Linked DNA regions of Hordeum vulgare: region 1 is linked to region 2. A link is a contact called in public Hi-C data. All regions are on one chromosome and are shown on one strand. The core of a region is the stretch at or near the end of the contact, and the rest is flanking DNA. Distances in the headings are between cores, read along the strand shown. Region 1 holds the start of LOC123444436 (callose synthase 11-like). Region 2 holds the start of LOC123444435.

Evidence for each region. Hi-C and Micro-C count contacts between places; a contact is called where the count stands out from the background.
Region 1: a Hi-C map of leaf shows a contact between it and region 2, with 2.7 times the contacts expected there. The contact joins the promoter of LOC123444436 here to the promoter of LOC123444435 in region 2. A contact is called at or near these places in 2 of 6 Hi-C or Micro-C datasets (leaf and seedling) and 1 of 1 datasets of contacts at active chromatin or transcription factors (embryo).

Annotation. Positions count from the first base shown.
Region 1 is chr3H:489,961,435-489,964,618 of MorexV3_pseudomolecules_assembly, forward strand. It overlaps LOC123444436 (callose synthase 11-like), which reads right to left and starts at 1,667. Exons shown (of 4, transcript XM_045121144.1): 1 at 1,422-1,667; 2 at 1,187-1,294. LOC123444437 (protein enabled) reads right to left here. Exons shown (of 3, transcript XM_045121145.1): 3 at 2,031-3,184. The coding sequence ends at 2,292.
Region 2 is chr3H:489,293,536-489,297,206 of MorexV3_pseudomolecules_assembly, forward strand. LOC123444435 reads right to left here and starts at 1,266. Exons shown (of 2, transcript XM_045121143.1): 1 at 871-1,266. The coding sequence starts at 1,105. It overlaps LOC123440259 (a long non-coding RNA gene), which reads left to right and starts at 2,965. Exons shown (of 2, transcript XR_006630305.1): 1 at 2,965-3,662.

The DNA of each region.
Region 1 (3,184 bases), core at 417-2,916, 670 kb after region 2:
AATAATAACGTGAATCGACATCGCAAGGCTGAAGAAATCCAGAGGAGAGAAAAAGGCAGAACAAAATCCCAAAGATCACCGATGGCCAGCAGCTGCTTTTGGGGTGAACCTGTCGTCGCCGTGACACTTGTTTTTTGGGGCATGATTTTTTGCTAGCTCCTTGTGTTTAAAGCCTCTACTAACACGCTTTCTGTTTTGCTTTCACCCGTCGCTGTTTGTGTTGCGCCGCACTAGCGAGCTACCAGTGAGACCTCCCCACATTCCCGTCAAAGCGAAAAGGGGCTCCAATTTGCCTTTCGTAAATCCTGGGCTGAAAGCACGTCTTCTTTTTTTGTTATTTCTAGTGATGAAAGGGGAAAAAAAACTAGATCTCGTTCGCTGCCTCTTTCTGCACAAACACCCAACGGCTAAAGGTGCTCGTAGCCGTCGCCGGGTGATCTGCTACCCTGGATGTGTTTTCTATTATTTCTAGCATTTCCTTCTAGAGATGATGAATAGATCAAAAAAAAAATGTTGGAAAATAAAAAATGAGAAGATCGCTAAAGATGAACTAGGACAAAACCCCACCCTACGGTGTGCTGTAAATTTGAACCCGTGGCCTCTAAACTAGTAGTAGACGTTACTGCTGGTGAGTGACACCAGCCCCACGGTGTTGCTTTGCTTGCGTCCTCTCCGTGGCTTGACGCCATGGCAAAAAGATGCAACGCACGCCGCGAGGGGACGCACGCAGCCGCATCAACAAGAATGGCAAGCGGGCCCCCCGCGCGCGCCCCTCGTGGGCGGACCCGCCACGTCTCAGTCCCATCAGAGGCGGCCATGTGCCACCACATCAGCGCGATACGGGCTAGCTCCTGAACGACGCTGAGACGTGGGCCCCGGTGACCAGCAAGAGGCTATGGGCGATATTTCCAGTTCCAGGGGATAAACTCGTCAGTCGCCGCCTGGTGAGGCCCACGAGGCGAGGCGAGGCGAGGCGAGCGGCAACGGCATCAGCGGGAGAAAACTACGGGACTGCCACTGACTGAGCGCCCCCCACCCCTGGTCCGCCCCGCTCGGCTCGGGCGACGGCGCGACCCGTTCGAGCTTGGGAAAACCGCCGCGACTGCTGACTGCTAACGGCGGCCTACGGGGGGGAGTGAATTCTGGCACCGAGGTGCTCGCGGGGGGGAGGATTTGGAAGTGTCACCTGATCGATCGAGCGGCGGCGAGGGGCGGCCGCCCGCCGTCTCCGTCTCCGTCGAGACCCTTGGCTTCCGGCGCTGCGGCTCAATCTTCCTCTTCTTCTTCTTCACAGCTGATGAGAGGGAGAAAGCTGAGGAACGAATATGCCCGTATAGGTGGGATTGGGGAGGAATTTATGAACGCGGCCATGGAGGAAGGAGGAGGAGGAATCGCCGGAGCAATCGAGATGGATTCATTACCCCTTTTCGAGCTGGAGCGGGAGCAGGCGTTTGTTGCTCCTCGATCTCCCTTCCCGCTGCCGTTGTTGTGCCTCGGCTTCTCACGAATCGGCTGCCGCTAGCGCATTTGAGACGTTTCTCCCCTTGTCGTCCGCCGCGGGGGAGAGGAGAGGAGATGCTCTTGGATGGGGCCGGGCCGTCACTCGGGAGCTTGGTTATTCTCTCCTAAACGGTCGCTGCACAAGTCCCATCTGTCTCATCAATTCTCTTCTGCCTCTCCAATCTACTCCCTCTATAGCATAATACTTGTAGCTAAAAAATTTACATTAGTTCTTTCTAACAACAAATATTTAGATAAAAAATATGTTTCCGAGCTGGATAGAAAGTTAGGCTCCCAGATATTCTCGTGATTTTCGTAGGCTGGGCAATATTGGGAAGTAGTAAAAAAAATACATGCACGAAAAAGGTGCGGCTCCAGCTGGAAGAGCGTACCATTCACTGGAGACTGGAGTACAATTGCACACTAGGGTAAGATTAGGACAACACTGAACACATCAACATGGTGGACAAAACAGTACTGTAGACAAAATTCAAACCTAGCAAACATGACCTGACATTGCACACGCCACATAATGACAAGATAGCTGCAAATAATTTGCTTTAGAAAGTCCAGTTGCAAACACGAGTTGGCTGTGCAGTGCACGTGCAGGGGCCAGGAGGCACATGAAATTCAAGCTAAATACTGTAATGTTTATATGTACATTGTACGGACAATCAGTAGACGCATCACATCAGATCTTATTTATTTAGATTTGGATAACAACGACACCACCCTGTGGCACACGGCTTCCACTTCCAGCGAACCAGGCCTGCCTCGCGACCTGGAGGAAATCACCACGCCCGAGGGGGTGCTCCGGACCCAGACTCGTTCAGCCTGTCGAGCAACGCATTGAAATCTATCTGCTGCCCGCTCTCGGTCATCCTCTGGATCACATTCAGCACCTGGTCCCTTGGGTACCCCATGGTGATTGCCTTCTCGATCATATCCCCGTATGGATGGCCCCGCATCATGTGGTGATGAGATGGCCCTGGATGGCTCACACCACCACCGCCTGGAGGCATCTGTGGTGCCTGGGCTGCAGAAGGACCACTCGGCGGATAGCCGCCATACGGTGTGTTGTTGTAACCTTGCGGATGCCCTTGTGGCGCATACTGCGGAGGATAGGCCCCCTTACTTGGAGCCGGCCCGAAAGAGCCCTGGCCTGGAGGAGGTAGCTGCTGCCTTTGCATGCTGTGCTGCGGTGGTGGCTGAGACGGGATGCCAGGTCCCCCGTATGAATATTGCACTTCAGAATGAGTCCCACCTGATGGAGGAACGGTGTTGTATGGTCCTTGCATAGCGGCGCTGCCAGGCATTGTTTCAGGGGAAGGGTTCAATGGCTGGTGGGGTGGGTAGCCACCAGAGTAGTTTGGTGGAGTCTGGGGTCTCATCTGAGTTTGCGCATGAGGATGTTGTGGTTGCGCTGTCTGAGGAAGATGAGGGTTAGATTGCTGTGGTTGCAGCTGTTGTGGAGGAAACTGTTGAGCATTAGACAACTGGGACTGCTGCCCTGGTTGTGTCGGAAACTGCTGAACATTAGGCAGCTGGGACTGCTGTGCTGGTTGTGTTGGAAACTGATGAGCATTAGATAGTTGCGGCTGCTGCACTGGTGGAGGAAATGGCTGGGAGAAAGGCTGCTGTTGCTGAGCCACTGGTGCAGGAGATGAACGAGAGGGTTGCTGCT
Region 2 (3,671 bases), core at 16-2,515:
TCTTGTTCCTAAGCATACAAAGTAGATTTGTCATATGATCATTTAATTATGCATAATGCATCAACGCTTGTTGCCATAAGTAACAATATACAGAGTAATAAGCAGGAAAACATGATGCAGATAATACAAAATCAATATGATTAAAGCATAGTGTGAATCGATTTTACACTCTTTTGAACCATCATCTACCTTATAACCATATAATGTAATCCCTCCATCTAGAATTACTTGCCTCAAAACTTGAATATAAATGAATTTATCTAGAACTAAAATACACCTAGATACATCCATCTCCCGGACAAGTATTTTCGGACGGAGGGAGTAACAACAATCAACCAATCTCAAAGCTAATGAGACCCATACCAATTGATTGGCAAATGGGCCTAGGTGAACTCCAGTGCACAAAGGGCTTTCGATAAGATATATTCATATATATATATAGAGAGAGAGAGGGAGTAGCACGATGGAATTTAACAAAAAAACAGCCAACCAGACTTGCACAAATATACAGAGTAGTGCATGATGGAGTACACTTTTTACAAGACATCTACAATTTCAAAGTTCAGTTGCCACTTGGATGTATTCTGTATTTGTTTTGATATAGATCTTCAGTTTTTCACAATCTGATTGTTAAGACCATAATACACTTTATGTGTTCTGCCGCATACACAATCCTCCATTATAAGTAGTATGAATATAACTGATTAAAAAAGCACAATACGGTACTTTCATGTGCGAATCCAGGTTGTATGCAGAGCGCGAGAATCTCATGTCAAAGTCAATGTATCGGTGACGAGTACTCGCGCATGACGCCACACACACAAAAAAAGATATTAGAGTACGACAGAGAAGCGGGAGAGCAGATCGTACCCTGGTCGTTGCGGGCGGTGAAGAGGACGCAGCCGGTCTCGTCGCCGATGAGGCACTCGGCGATCCTGGTGGGCTTGGCCGCTGGGCCGGGGCCGCCAGTGGCGCGGGCCTTCTGGAGGACGGTCTTGGAGCTGAGCACCTTAGCGACGAGCGTGTGGCCGCTGGTGACGGGCTTGAGCTGGTCCACCTTGACGAACACCGGCTTCCGCTTCGCCGCCGCCGCCGCCGTGGCCATGGAGAGGGATACAGATAAGAGTTGGGAGAGGGATACAGGGGGGTTGGGGGGTCTTGTTGTCTTGGGAGGGCCAAACCCTAGATGGGATGGGGCGAGTTTAATATGGGACGGGAGAAGGTTGCGCGAGTCTCAGCCTGCGATCGAGGAGGCCACTAACGATGCGGAGGAGTCGTTAAACTAGGCGTTACTTGTACCATTATGATGAGGGGCAGGGCGAATAGCGTGGCAAGATAGTCAAATGGTACTTATCCGTTTCTCCTTTTTTCCATCCAAAAAGGTGGAAAACTGAAAAAGCCACAGCAGTCCGTCCGTCAGTGGGGAATATAGCCTGCTTGTCGTGATTGCCTACGTTGCTACTAGCCGCTTTTTTCTCAGTGACAACTGACAAGACGTTTGGCTCCAGTGCGTTTCGTATGGTTTTTCTTCGAGCATAAAATGTGCACCATGTTTTTTTTCCAGTTGTGTGCACGATTTTCGGTAGAAGAAAAACGAGAGATGTCTTCTTTTCCCCTAGAAACTATCGATTCATCTCTTCCGAATAATAAAGCAAATACGGTTTCTGATCGACCGTCTTAAAAATTACCCTTAAAATTTGCATAAATTACTCATCATGCCATCGGTAAGTAATAGAAAACGTTTCATAAAGCAAAAAATCTTGACATGGGCCGGCCCATGTAAAAATGTCCTATATTACGCTCTGCACGCTGGGAGAATATCCAACACATCGTATGAGCCAGCCCATGCACACGCGTCTGCTTTTAGTTCTATTTATTTATCTATTTTTAGTTCCGTTCTATTTTTTATTTTAAATAATTTAGAACTTCAAATAATCTTTAAAATTTTAATAAACTGAAAATTATAAGTCAACACATTTCAAAAATTAAAATGTCTGTGACTTCAAAAACTGCTCGGAGTTTTCTAAAAAATACTCGCATATACAATAAAATGTTTGCAATTTTAGAAAACTATTTGTACAATAAGAAAAGTCCATGATCTCAAATACAATTCCATGTATTAAAAATTATTAAAGGCATTTAACAAAATGCTTTCTAATTCAAAATATGTTAATGCATTTAAAAAATATCCTAATATTTTAGAAATAGCTAATGCCTGTTTTGATAGTTTCGTTTTTTATTTAAAATTTTCCGTTCCATTTTTGTTTATTTATAATTTAAATAATTTAGAATTACAAAAACTATTGCATACTAAAAAATAGGAATTTTGAATTAAAATGCTGACGAATTTTTATTTTGAATTAAAAATAGGATTCAAAAAAGTGCCGGATTTTTTTTCAAATTCCAAAACAATGTCCATGAATTTAATAAATATATTACTGATTTATAAAAAAGTTTGTTTATTCAGAAAATTTCATGCGTTTCAAAAAATGTTTGTGAATTTAAATAAAATCCTCCAACACCAAAAATTATGTTCGTCTTTTCTTGAATTGGTCGCCAATTCAAAATAAAATATTTAAACCCGTTCGAAATATAAAAAATATTCACGATTTTTAGTAAATGTTTGTAAATTGTAAAAAGTATTTTCGATTTTAAAATTGTTTCCATATTTATAAAATTGTTCACGAAAGATGTAATGTATGTAGTTAAACATTAATGCTTGTAAGTCTATGTGACAATATACCTGTGTGAATTTTGAAGAATTAAGTGTTGGATGCATCGGATTATTATTGTATGTTTTCTGAAAAAAATCTTGAGATTCAGAAAAAATCTTTGAGTTACCAAGATTTTTGAAAATGTAAAAATTGCTTCAACTTGTGAATAAATTTAAGAGAAGAAACATTTTCTTGCATTTGTGTACAAAATTTCTAAACCAAGTGATGATATGTGAACATAATATGTTCATCATCATTGGAGATTATGTTTTTTTTTCGTGGCAACGCACGGGCCATTTTGCTAGTAATAATAAAGCGCCGAGCGCTTCTGTTGTCCGTCGTGGTTTTTTTTACAGAAAAGTCCCTGTCTTTTCAAGTAATTAACCCGCAGTCCTTCTATATGGCACACCGGACCGTTTTTTCGCGCATATTTACAAACAACCCCTTATAGTTTCTTGAAATCAACCCGCTCCGCTCTTAATGACGCAACGCGGTCGAGCGAGGAGGGAGCATAGGAGCTACCATTGCAGCCCGCGGGGCTCCGAGAAGGAATGACCGCCTCCTTGCCAGGTGATGGAGCAACAGGACCGGTGCACAGTGGCACTCAGTTGGTCGCTAGATCCGGCGTTCATCAGCCAGTTGCAACGCAACTCGCTGCGTATGGGCTCCTGGCTGAAGGCCGGCCTGCGCGCGGGAGGAGATCTGGTGGTGCCGGACTGCCGGTGGTGGCGCGCCTTCTCCAAGCTCGCCCATCTTCTGAAGAAATCAATGGAATCAATGGTCATCTCTGGATGAAATGGAGGACTGGCTAGGTCCCGCCGGTCGCCACAGCCGCAGCCCCGACTCCTCTCCGCGCCGGCTCTACGCGAGAAGACCCCCATGGCCCAGGGCAAGAAGAAGAAGGCGGTGGCGTCCAAGCCGCGCAAGCCGAAGCAGCGGGACGCAGCGGTAACGGAC